3 separate regions of the Mus musculus genome follow, and regions 2 and 3 are each linked to region 1. A link is a contact called in public HiChIP or PLAC-seq data. All regions are on one chromosome and are shown on one strand. The core of a region is the stretch at or near the end of the contact, and the rest is flanking DNA. Distances in the headings are between cores, read along the strand shown. Region 1 holds the start of Ddit4 (DNA-damage-inducible transcript 4). Region 2 has its middle 12 kb from the start of Mcu. Region 3 holds the start of Chst3 (carbohydrate sulfotransferase 3).

Region 1 (3,833 bases), core at 841-3,340:
AGGATGATGTCACCTGCTCTCGCGGAAGCATTTCATCTTACCACCCTATCCGATGTCTCCTAGCAAGTGGCAAGTCTAAATGTCAGGAAAGAATGCTCTTAGGCCTGGGAACTCCAGGGGCAAGCAGTCCTCTATTTTGCAGCTGTCTTTAACTGTGTCTCCTAGTCTGAGCCTACCCCCACCTACCCCCACCGCACGCCCCTGCGGGGGAGGGGGGTGTGTCCATAAATGTGATTTTTTTTTTTTTTTTTTTTTTTGGTTTATTGAGACAGGGTTTCTCTGTGTAGCCCTGGCTGTCCTGGAACTCACTCTGTAGACCAGGCTGGCCTCGAACTCAGAAATCTGCCTGCCTCTGCTTCACAGGTGCTAGGATTAAAGGCGTGTGCCACCACTGCCCTGACCATGTGTCTCCCACCTGTAAAATGAGAGTACGTGTGGGAGAGCTTGGATTCCCATCCTTTTGCAGTTCTAAGACCTGGCTGTTCTAAAAGTCAGGCTTTTAATTTTAATTTTAAAAATATCGGTGGTAGGAGCTATGCTTCGTGACTCACTGTCATCCTGGAACTAGGAAGGCAAAGGCAGGAGAATCTCTGGGAGTTCCAGGCCAGCCAGCCGTGAAACTCCGTCCAAAAGATGAAATTGGGCAGTGGGGGTGGGGCTGGAAAGGACAGTGGCCTGACTTCCCTGGCAAGTGTCATGTGTCAAAGCAAACCTGCCCTGTAGCGATGTGATGCTTGCCTGTCTGATCTGGTTTGGTTCCTGCCCGCCGGGCCAGAGTGTCTGATGTAAGTTTGGTCTTTTCTTCCATCAGGGTCCCAGTGTCCTACATTAACAAACCTTTTTATAAAAAAAAAAAACAAAAAAAAAAACAAAAAAACAGGTCTAGTCCGACTGAATCTCCTCCTACCCTAAACAAATCGCTATCAGCCCTAGAGCATCGCTGCCAGGCTATATTTCCTGTTGCCTCGCCTGAATGATGAAACCCCATATGGCTCTTGCATTTGGACTTTTCCAAAGACCTCGGTCCTGGGTTCCATTGAATTGAATTCTCCTGCCACCCCACCCCCCACCCCCGATCCGCCGCTTTTCCCCCCCTTAACACAAAGCATGGGAGGGGTTCTAGGACCCGGCGGACGCCAGGGGCTCTGCCGCAGTGGGTTTGGGAGGCACTTGGCCCTGCAGTGTTCTGTCCCCCTAAGGCCTGCGGGTGGGTCACTGTGTCGGTTTGATGTGAGCCCTTGTTCCCTGGCCGTGGACCAGGCGCTAAGAATCGGAGTCCGTGAACTCTAACTCCTACCCAAACCCTCTGCTAGAGGACAATCTCGAATTGGCAAGCACTTGATGTCCTCCTGAACCTACACCCTGCTCCCCCGGGGCTGCAGAGTAACAGGAACACTGATGAGGGGACGTGGGAGCCGATGGCCCTGAGATGCCTTGTCTTTGGACCTATTACCAAAAGTGCATCGCGTGTCAGAAGCAAAGACAGCGTGGGACTGATGCTCATGGGACAACGGAGTAACGTCTGCCGCCGCGCCACGGTCCCATGGGGCATCCAGTTGTGCGCCCGGTAGTGTCCTTGGCCCTTGGGCTCCCAGAAGCTAGGGGTACCTTTCTCCCCTGCTCAAGCCGCACCAGGTCCCCCAACTCTTCTTTTCAGTGCAGTCACGGGCCGTCCCCTCCCCCAGCAACGCGCCCCTATAATAAACAAGTCTTTCCTTGATCCTCCCCTACCGCGAGCGCCCTCAGGGACCTTGGCAGCTGCTGAAAGCCGCCTCGGATCCCTTCCAGAAAGGGGGTGTGGCCGAAGCTAAGGCGAGGGGAGAGGGGTTCGGCCGGGAGCGTTCTGGGGCTCCGTGGGGGCGGGGCCAGGCCGCTGTCACCAGGCAGGAGAGAACGTTGCGAACGTGCGCCCGGTGCCTATTGGCTGAGGTGGGCCACACTCCCGGGTCTCGATTGGGCTGCGACCTGGAGGGGGCGTGGCCTCGCCGGGAGAGCCCTTATAGGCTGCTGCTCGCTGGTGCTAGGGATCGCAGCAGGCAGGGGGGAGGTGCGAGAGGGTTCGAAGGGACAGGTCCGGGCAGCGATCGGGGGTTGGCACCAGTTCGCTCACCCTTCGAGAGGCAGAGCGCTCTTGTCCGCAATCTTCGCTGACCGCGCTAGCTGGTGAGTGTCCCTCCCGGGTGTGCACATCTTGTCGGGGAGTGACCTCGGCTCTTGGGGCCTCAGAGCCCTCAATCCTGTGCAACGCCGACACTGACGCCAAATCCTTGTCCCTCTTGTCTTTCAGCGGCTTCTGTGCGCCTTCATTCGGACCTTAGCAGCCAGCGTCCTGGCGTCTGACCCCGCCATGCCTAGCCTCTGGGATCGTTTCTCGTCCTCCTCTTCCTCTTCGTCCTCGTCTCGAACTCCGGCCGCTGATCGGCCGCCGCGCTCCGCCTGGGGGTCTGCAGCCAGAGAAGAGGGCCTTGACCGCTGCGCGAGCCTGGAGAGCTCGGACTGCGAGTCCCTGGACAGCAGCAACAGTGGCTTCGGGCCGGAGGAAGGTGAGCACTCAGCCGGGGCCGAATTGGGTTCGGGGATGGGGGGTGGGAGGGGTCCCGGGAGGTGGGTACGAAGCGAGCTGAATCGGCTCAAAGCCACCTTGGCTTCCCACCCCAGCACGAAAAAACAGATTACTCTAGGGTTAGAAGACAAGACTGCGGGGCGGAAACTGAGGCACGGAGTGGAAAGGGACACTGTTTGCTTAGGCAAACTGCACCTCCCCCGCCCGTACAGCTCCTGTGGAAGGCGCTCTAATACAATACCCTTTCCCTGTGTTCTCTCTATCCAGACTCCTCATACCTGGATGGGGTGTCCCTGCCCGACTTTGAGCTGCTCAGTGACCCCGAGGATGAGCACCTGTGTGCCAACCTGATGCAGCTGCTGCAGGAGAGCCTGTCCCAGGCGCGATTGGGCTCGCGGCGCCCTGCGCGTTTGCTCATGCCGAGCCAGCTGGTGAGCCAGGTGGGCAAGGAACTCCTGCGCCTGGCATACAGTGAGCCGTGCGGCCTGCGGGGGGCACTGCTGGACGTGTGTGTGGAGCAAGGCAAGAGCTGCCATAGCGTGGCTCAGCTGGCCCTCGACCCCAGCCTGGTGCCCACCTTTCAGTTGACCCTGGTGCTGCGTCTGGACTCTCGCCTCTGGCCCAAGATCCAGGGGCTGTTAAGTTCTGCCAACTCTTCCTTGGTCCCTGGTTACAGCCAGTCCCTGACGCTAAGTACCGGCTTCAGAGTCATCAAGAAGAAACTCTACAGCTCCGAGCAGCTGCTCATTGAAGAGTGTTGAACTACATCCTGGGGTGGGGTGCGGGGAGGGTTTCTCACTGCCCCCCAAAGTGAAGACAAGGAATTTCTGTGGTGGAGACCCGCAGGCAAGGACTGAAGGACTGTCCCCTGTGTTAGAAAACTGACGATAGCCACCTGAGGGGCGCAGGGCCAGGTGGGGGAAGGAAGTGTTCTCCAGGAAGTCTCTAGGTTGTATGCAGGTGGCTCCCTGTTGGGGCACACGCCCCTCAGTACTGTAGCATGAAACAAAGGCTTAGGAGTCACACAGGCTTCTGGCTGGATGTGTATGTAGCATGTACCTTATTTTTTTTTATTACTGACAAGTTACAACAGCAGTTGTGGGCCAGAGCCAGAAGGGCAGCTGGTCTGCACTGGCCTCTGCCCCGGCTGGGGGTTGGGGGCTGGGGGGGAGGCAGGGGGAGGTGGCCGACAGTTTGTGTATCTTCTGGTCTGAAAGGACCTAGTGTGTTTTGTCATTTGTTTTGTATCTTGGTTTTGGGGGGTGGGGAT
Region 2 (3,833 bases), core at 377-2,876, 320 kb after region 1:
GGGATGGTGATGTCTGATGCACACCAGAGACTGCACAGGGTGGGTCTCAGCAAGCCACAGGCTACAGCCAGGCGCTGATCTTTTAGTCTCTTCTCTTCTTCTTTGACCTTCTTGAGAAGAAGAGAGCCACATTGGAGAAGGCTTGGTGGCCTGTGCTTTTATTTTATTTTTAAGATTTTATTATCTTATTGTAGGAATTTTTTACCTACATATATGTTTGTATATCACATATACAGTACCCACCAAGGTCTATAGACAATATATGAACCCCTGAAATTGAAGTTACAGGTTGTTATGAGCCATCATGTGGGTACTGGGAATTGAACCTGGGTCCTCTACAAAAAGAACAAGTGATGGCCCACGCCTTTAATCCCAGCACTCAGGAGGCAGAGGCAGGTGGATTTCTGAGTTCGAGGTCAGCCTGGTCTACAAAGTGAGTTCCCGGACAGCCAGGGCTATACAGAGAAACCCTGTCTCGAAAAAAAAACAAAACAAACAAAACAAAACAAAACAAAACAAAACAAAACAAAAAGAACAAGTGGTCCTAACCAACCTTTGGGCATGCCTTTAAATCCAGCACTCAGGAGGCCAAGGCAGAGGCAAGATCTCGGTGAGTTTGAGGCTAGTCAGAGCTACGCATTGAGACTTTGTTTCAAAATGGGAAAAAGAGTAGTAACAGTAAGCAGGGCAATCCATCTAGATGGTCCTCTGGCACAGGCGTAGAAACTCAATCTGTATTCCATTCTGCAAGGTATAGAGAGCTACTCCATCCTTCACCTGTCTCTCTCCCACTCCCTTTCCCTTTCTAGTGTATTCTCCAGGTACTCGGTGACTTCATCCAGCCACGGCCCCTCCCTGCAGTTCCTATTTATCCACCTTGCTTTCCCATGCCATTGGATCCCACTGAGACAGGCTCAACAGAGGCACTCCTTCGGGACCTTCTCAGCAGACAAATGGCTGATTCCATAAATAAAGTCCTGCAAATGTATCGACAAGATTTTATTTAGACGTTCAGCTGTTGGCATTTTAACAGCTGTTTCTAGTGTTCAACCCAAAGGAGCAAACCGTGTCAGGGTTTGAAGTATCGAGACGCAGCTAATGTGGAGAAGCCGATTGAAGACGGATGGGATTTTCCAGCCCAGCACACAGCACTTGACTGGGTGCAATTGGAAGTGGCCCCGAATACAGATCAGGAAGTGGAAGCTGTAAGCATTTATTGTCCTAATTACCCACCCTTCTTGTGTCCCCTTGGCCACTCCGTTTAGAGTCAACAAGAACTTTGAACCCTGTTCTAGATAGCAGTACCCTGAAAGACCAGGATGTGGGAGGGGAGGGTTTCTGGTGTAGGGAAAGGGATGTACCTTCAGAGGCAGAAAAACTGACTCTCAGTCCTGCCCATCCATTAAGTAGCTTTGTGACCCACACAAAGTCTGTTAAGAGCTTAGACCTCAAGGAGTTCTCTGTGGCCAGAGAGCCTTAATTAGAGAGGTCTTTTTCAGCTCAAACCTTCCGTGCTGATTTGTTCCCTCTTTTGCAAACTGAATGTCCTGGAGAGAAAACAGGCATTGCTGGGATTGCGGATGTAGCTCAGTGCTGGAGTATGTGCTTAGCCTGTAAAACACTGGCTTCGGTCCCAGGCACTGAAAAGAAAGGCCATGCTACACGGTAGTATTAAGAGGATTAGATTGGACTGTGTACTGAGAGCGTGCCTTCCGGAAAGGCAGGCTGTGTTACCGATGTAGGAGCTAGGGTCCTTGAGTTTGGGTACTCAGTTTGGACAGATAACTTAACCTCAGAGTTTCCGCTTACAGAAAGAGGGGCACCAGTATTCTAATGCTGGTGAGGGGGTGAGTGAGCCAAGGTGCGCAAAACACTAAGTGCTGTGTCCGAGTCCACTGAGTCCTCCGCACTCAGAGACGGTATTAGTCTCATTTTCTTACTAAGTTAATGGACAAAACATTCACACCAGTAGGTATCCTTAGTTTCGGAGGGTCAAGGAGATCCAATCAAGTAACAGGGTCACATTATTTACAAGGCTCTTTTTACTCATATCTGTTTTTAAAAGCCAATATGTGAAGTTGTACAGGTCCCATGCTTGGGAGGGCTTAGTGTACACCCACTGGACTCCATATTGTTTTTTGTTGTTTGTGTGTGTGTGTGTGTGTGTGTGTGTGTGTGTGTGTGTGTGTTTATTTGGTTTTGAAGAGAAAGAACATGAAGTTGAGCAGGTAGGGAAGTGGTGGAGGATCTGGGAAGAGTTGGGAAAAGGAAGTGAAGATTATGATCCAAAATATATTGTATGAGAGTTTAAGGGGGAAAAAAAAGAATAAAAACCATTTTTAAGTTGTATAGCTTTAATCTCAAAATCCTCGCTGCCACAGTAACAAGAGCCTGGGTTTCGGGCACCTGGGCAATCATAGACACCATCGTTACCATGGGCTGGGAGTGTGCTGTGGGTATTTGTGCCCTCCAGACACTTGTCAAACAGGTACTTCAGTCACACTCGCCATAGGTGATAATTAGGTGACAGGTGGACTAAACTGCTTGGTACTGAGCACCAGTGTCAATTTTCTCACTGCTGAGAAACTCAGTCCAAAGATGGGGATCAAAACTGTCCTTAAATCCAGAGACAACAGCTAGCTCACTTTTTTTTTTTAAAGTTTTTGAGACAGAGACTCACTGTGAAGCTCAGGGTAGACTTGACCTCATGGTCCTCTTGTCTCTGCCTCCAAGATGATAGGATTACATCTGCTACAAGCCTGACTCATATTAGACTTTGAACAAATATAATTTACTTCATAATTATCAATTTATATATATTTTGAGACAGGGTCTGTAGCTCAGGTTAGCCTCCAACTTTCTTTGTAGTTGAGGATGGCCTTGAACTTGTGGTCTTCCTACCTCTACCTCCTGAGTGCTAGGGTTAAAGGCACACAGTAAGAGAAAGAACTGGAAGCTGGGTGGGTAGGAAGGAGGTGGAGGATCTGGGAGGAGTTGGGGGAGGGGAAAGAATATGACCAAAGTATAGTATAAAAATTTCAAAAGATGAACAAAAATGTTTTTTTAAAAGGTGTATATCATTAATCTCAAAATCCTGACTGCCACAGTCCACTTCCAGTAACAAGAGCCAGTCAGTTTATGCAGCCCTGGCCTGCGTGATCCAGATCACCAAGGCCCAAGGCCTGAAAACTGCCAGGCAGGCGCTCTCCCACTGAGCTACACCCTAGCCTAGCCACAAAGATCTTAAGCCATTGAAAAGACAGGAAAGAAACTGATGGATAAAGGCTACAGGACAACAACTGCTAGACACAGTCCCCTCCCCTGCGGCTGAGCGAACAAAGGGAGTCCACTGGAATTATTAAACCTAAGAAAAGGGGCCCTCGTTGACGCTTTATTTTATGTCATCTCTGTGCAACTGATCAACAGTATCTGTGTTCTGGTAACAGCGGCTGTATCAGTGTTTACTGGCCTATGAGCCTCATGGTTGTTCCAGATTCTTGTGAAAATTTAGCATCTTCTGTATCTTTCTCATTTTAACCATTTCCCTGGTCTTGAAGGGCTATAGCATTGTGGGTTTGGTTTGTATCTAATTGGTTGGTAATGAAGTCACGCCCCCTTCCTATTGCTTTCTGGGTTGTTTAGAAGTCTTCTCTTGTAAAGTATCTATTCAAGTCTCTTGCCCATGGTTTGTAAGAATTCTTTGTGTATTTTGGCTAGAAGCTCTCTGGAATCCATCATCCCAGTGTTCTCAATGATGCTTGAGCAGCCTTGGCAGTTCAAAATGTACTTCTTTTGAATAAATGGCCCCAGGAATGGAATTACCATGTTGATCT
Region 3 (3,833 bases), core at 831-3,330, 270 kb before region 1:
TGACAGGCTGTCCAACACAGCGCCTGTCTGGTGTTCTCTTGCTCTTGTCGCCTCGTGCAGGTACTGTGTTTCATCCCTTGCATTTGTTTAGACCGGTGTTTTTCTACCTTCCTAAAATTACAATTCCTTACTGCAGTTCCTTACTGACCCCCAACCATAAAATTACTTTTGTTGCTACTTCATAACTCCAAAATTCTGCTACTGTTATGAATAGCCACATAAATATCTGATATTTTAGACGGTCTCGGGCAACCCCTGTGAAAACGTCATTCAACCCTCAAAGGGGTCACAAGCCACAGGTTGAGAGCCGCTGGTTTGGACAGATCTCTTTCTTCACTACCACCTATAATACACAGATGACATGGTACTATCTGTTGTAGAAAGTGTTTAATCCCTGTCGGAAGTTTCTACCCCACTTTAGTTAGTTAAATTCCCGATGAAAGACACACACAACCTTTATATTTACAATAAGCCTTAAACAATACAAGAGCTGGGCAGATATCTACTCTCTATGTTGTTAGAATCTACTTTCCTATCAATAACCCCGAGTTATTGCTTATTATGTTTCATCTGGGAAGCTCTTAACTCCAATTGGGAAATATAAGTCTTGTTTATTTATAAGCTAGTCGGGGATAAGGTTAAATTATCTTTGCTACAATATAGACATATGAGACAGGGTCTCTAGTGCTCTAGGCTGGCCTTGAACTCCCTATAGCTGAGAATGACCATGAAATTCCGATCCTCCCACCTCCACCTCCCACGTTCTGGGATTGCAAGTATGCATCACCACACCCAAATTTATGTGGTGCTGGAGAACTGAAGCCAAGCTTTCTATCCACTAGGCTCTATTCTCAGCCTGACACAGGTCTAACTTTTGGTCTTTGTGTGCCCTGAGGTGTATCACAACTCCAGTTCTGGTTTCCCCTAATAGGCTACAGAACACAGGCAGCCAGTGAGGGTTTTCTGCTGAAAGCTAGCTGCGGGTCTCACATCATAGTGCAGGGCACGACCACACTTCCATCAGGCCCCTGCTAGACAACAGGTTAGCAGATTCCTACCAACCTTCTAATTAGGGACCTGAGAGGAGGTCTTGGAGCCACCTGGGTCTCACTGCCCATTCTGTCCAGCTTTGTATCTGCTACCTGAGTCTGTTAATGTCTTCCGCTGATATAAATGTTCAGCATGACAGAGCGGGGCCAAGGACAGATGTGTATGTTTCCTTTTTTATATTTTCTCACTTCTCCTTTATAGACAATTGCTTATTTTGTCTAAACCTTACAAAAGCCCAAGAAACGTCAGGAGGGCCGTCTCAGGCCTGAAGTTAGCTAGAGTCCTGGAAAAGAAAGCTGGACTGGGAGACCTCAAAGAATCGTGTACATCACCAGGACTGGAACTTATAACCTGAAGTTTGGCTTGCTGTCCAACACTGGGCCCTTTACAGCAGTCTTGGCGAAGCTGGCCCTTTTACAGACCCAGCAATACTTACCACTCATCATCACTCAGAAGTGACATGACCTCCACCTCAGGAGTGCCAGCAGTCCAAAGGGGTCTTAAGCTAATGCCAAGGGGGTCCAGCTCCCTCTGAGCTTCTTGGTGAGAACCCTTTCCACATCTTGTCCTGGGGGCTCTGTGAGAAAGCACCAAGAACACTTCTGCAACCTGTGGCTGCCCAGGGAAGGAGGACGGTGGCTTTTCAAAATTCCAGGAAGCATCCTCAGAGGGACAGGAAGGTCCTCATGTTCAGGGTGGGCAGCAGCATGGGGGGGGGGGGCTCAAGCTGGACAACTCTCCTTGAAGCCGTGCCCCTGAACTCTCTTCCTTGGGGCTGGAAGCTCCTCCCAGCCTCGTCCTCAAGGGTAGGGATGGAGCAGCCCTGGCGAGTCCCCCGGGACGCAGCTAAGTCGGGAACAAAGGCCCACGGAGGGGTCGAGGAGAGCGAGGCTCCCAGGGGGGATAGGGGGGGCTGCTGCCCTTCCTCCCGGCTCCTCCCTCCTCCCTGAGTCCTCCGCCTCCTCCATCCTCTTCGAGAGGCCGGGTGGGCGGCCGCGCCAACTTCACCGAGCGTCCCCAAGTTGCCGGGTGCGCGTGTGGAGTGAGGTGGGGAGTCTGGAGGAGAGGCGCGGGGCTCCCAAAGTTGCAGCTGCCGGCTCAGGAGGCCGCCTCCGGTCGCTAGCGGGATCGGAGTCGTGGGTAGGACCGATCGTTCGCCTGCAGCTAGGACACCGCCCGCCTGGCGCCGCTTCCCGCCCAGCGAGGGGACCAGCCCGGCCGCGCCTCCCTCCCCGCACTAGCCGAGGACGCAGAGTGGGCGCCGTGGGGAGCGCAGCCCCAGCATTTTCTGAGCCGAGAGCGCAGTTGGGGGCGGATGCTGCCGGGGCTGGACGCCGACCTCCGGAGTGTCGGATCCGCCCGCCGGGAGGAGGAGGCTCGACCGGGGTAAGTGGGGCGCCCGCGTCCCGGCACCGCCTCCTGGGCCCCAGGCGGTCACCGACCGCATCCCAGAGCGCGCGCCAAACTTTTGGAGGAGAAGGGGACCGGCGGAGGGCGGGCGGGGAGTTCCCTGCGCGGGGAAAACCCCACGCTGCCAAATTCTCATCTGCCATGTACCCACAGCCAGGTCACCGCACAAACCACAAGTGAGGCATCTTCACGCCGAACGTCCTGCATACTCCCAAGTGCAACTCCTGCTTCTAGGAGCCTCCAGGGTTGGGAACTTTTAAACCAGCTTGGGTTCTTTGCTGGTCCCGCAGCTCCACCCACCATTGAAATGGAGCCCCCAAACTCCATAGCAGGGGACTACTAGCTGCCCGGGCTTTGGGAAGCGGTGCCTGAGACCCACTGAGGCCCAGGAACGGGGAGAAAGAAGCAATCGTTGAAGTCACTTGTCCCGGGCTAGCAAGGGCGGATTTGGTGTGGAAACTCGGCGTCTAGATGATGTGCCTGGGTATGCGCAGCCCTTCCGGAGGTAGATGGGGGAGACCAGAGCCAGTGATTTGGAAACTTTTAAAGTTCTTCTGGACTGGGGTCTTTAAGCTGTAAGGAAAAGGCTGTGTGCTGGTGCTGCGCCTGACAATCTGCGTGGTGTTCGTGACAGGGCGTTGCAAGGAAGCTGAGACCCTGGCGGATGTGCTTCCTCAGAGGAACTTCCATAGGGGATCTCAGCTCGGGGCCATATAAATGGGGCCGTGGATTGAGCTGAGACTAAAGTCAGGATGAAACCAGGCTTGTTGGCCTGTCTTGTACCAGAATGTCTGCTTGGTTTCTGATTCGTAGTGTCCTGCATGTCCTAAGGATCTTGGGGCTAGTGCAGTGCTGGGCACCCAGTCTTAGCTGTCTGGTGATTGAGGGCACCGGTAGTGAATTATGGACTTGCCTCAAGCGGAGCCCAGTGAGCCTCGGCTGAATTGGCATTGATCTTCTTGGAGAGAAAAAGACCTTGCTGGCTGCAGGAAGCCCTGCCTGGTGTCTTGGGTGGTGGTGGTGGGGTGTGTGTGGCCGGAGTCCACTGTGCCTCATGGTCACCTCTCCCTCCTCAGAGCAAGAGGAAGGTTCCATTTCAGCATCTGGCTATGTGGGGGAAAGGAATGGGATTGGAGAAGTTGGGTGCTGTTTGGCAGACTTGGGGAGTTCTGCAGTAGACAGTGGAAGTAGATTACATTAATCCTCCCATGCCCCCACTGTGGGTGGAGGTGAGTTAGTGGAGAAAAAAGGCCAGTGGGTATATGCTGGGGTAGAGTCCCTGGGACATGTGGAGCTGGGGACGTGTACTCTTGATGGCCTGGCTGGAGAAAGGTGGTTCCAGGAGCCCAGTAGAAGCTGTGTCTTGACTTGAC

Evidence for each region. HiChIP or PLAC-seq counts read pairs in DNA pulled down with a chosen protein or histone mark.
Region 2: an H3K4me3 HiChIP or PLAC-seq map of intestinal villus epithelium shows a contact between it and region 1, with 5 read pairs. The contact joins the enhancer-like site here to the promoter of Ddit4 in region 1. A contact is called at or near these places in 1 of 484 Hi-C or Micro-C datasets (regulatory T cells) and 5 of 115 datasets of contacts at active chromatin or transcription factors (astrocytes, effector CD8 T cells, embryonic stem cells and 2 more).
Region 3: an H3K4me3 HiChIP or PLAC-seq map of embryonic stem cells shows a contact between it and region 1, with 7 times the contacts expected there. The contact joins the promoter of Chst3 here to the promoter of Ddit4 in region 1. A contact is called at or near these places in 2 of 39 promoter capture datasets (the C10 cell line and pre-B cells), 2 of 484 Hi-C or Micro-C datasets (the CH12 cell line and embryonic stem cells) and 8 of 115 datasets of contacts at active chromatin or transcription factors (the 230-238 cell line, craniofacial prominence, embryonic stem cells and 1 more).

What each region holds. Positions count from the first base shown.
Region 1 is chr10:59,950,027-59,953,859 of GRCm38.p6, reverse strand. Ddit4 (DNA-damage-inducible transcript 4) reads left to right here and starts at 2,090. Exons shown (of 3, transcript NM_029083.2): 1 at 2,090-2,163; 2 at 2,288-2,543; 3 at 2,831-3,833. The coding sequence starts at 2,348. The coding sequence ends at 3,324.
Region 2 is chr10:59,626,619-59,630,451 of GRCm38.p6, reverse strand. No RefSeq gene overlaps it. Among named protein-coding and RNA genes, the nearest start is that of Mcu, 12 kb to the right of the region's middle. Within about 2 kb of position 1,626, at least 41 of the 459 cell types and tissues checked have an H3K27ac peak or open chromatin away from gene starts, as enhancers often do. A contact at or near this core is called in astrocytes, intestinal villus epithelium and pancreatic cancer cells, where this site is marked.
Region 3 is chr10:60,217,507-60,221,339 of GRCm38.p6, reverse strand. It overlaps Chst3 (carbohydrate sulfotransferase 3), which reads left to right and starts at 2,080. Exons shown (of 4, transcript NM_016803.3): 1 at 2,080-2,436.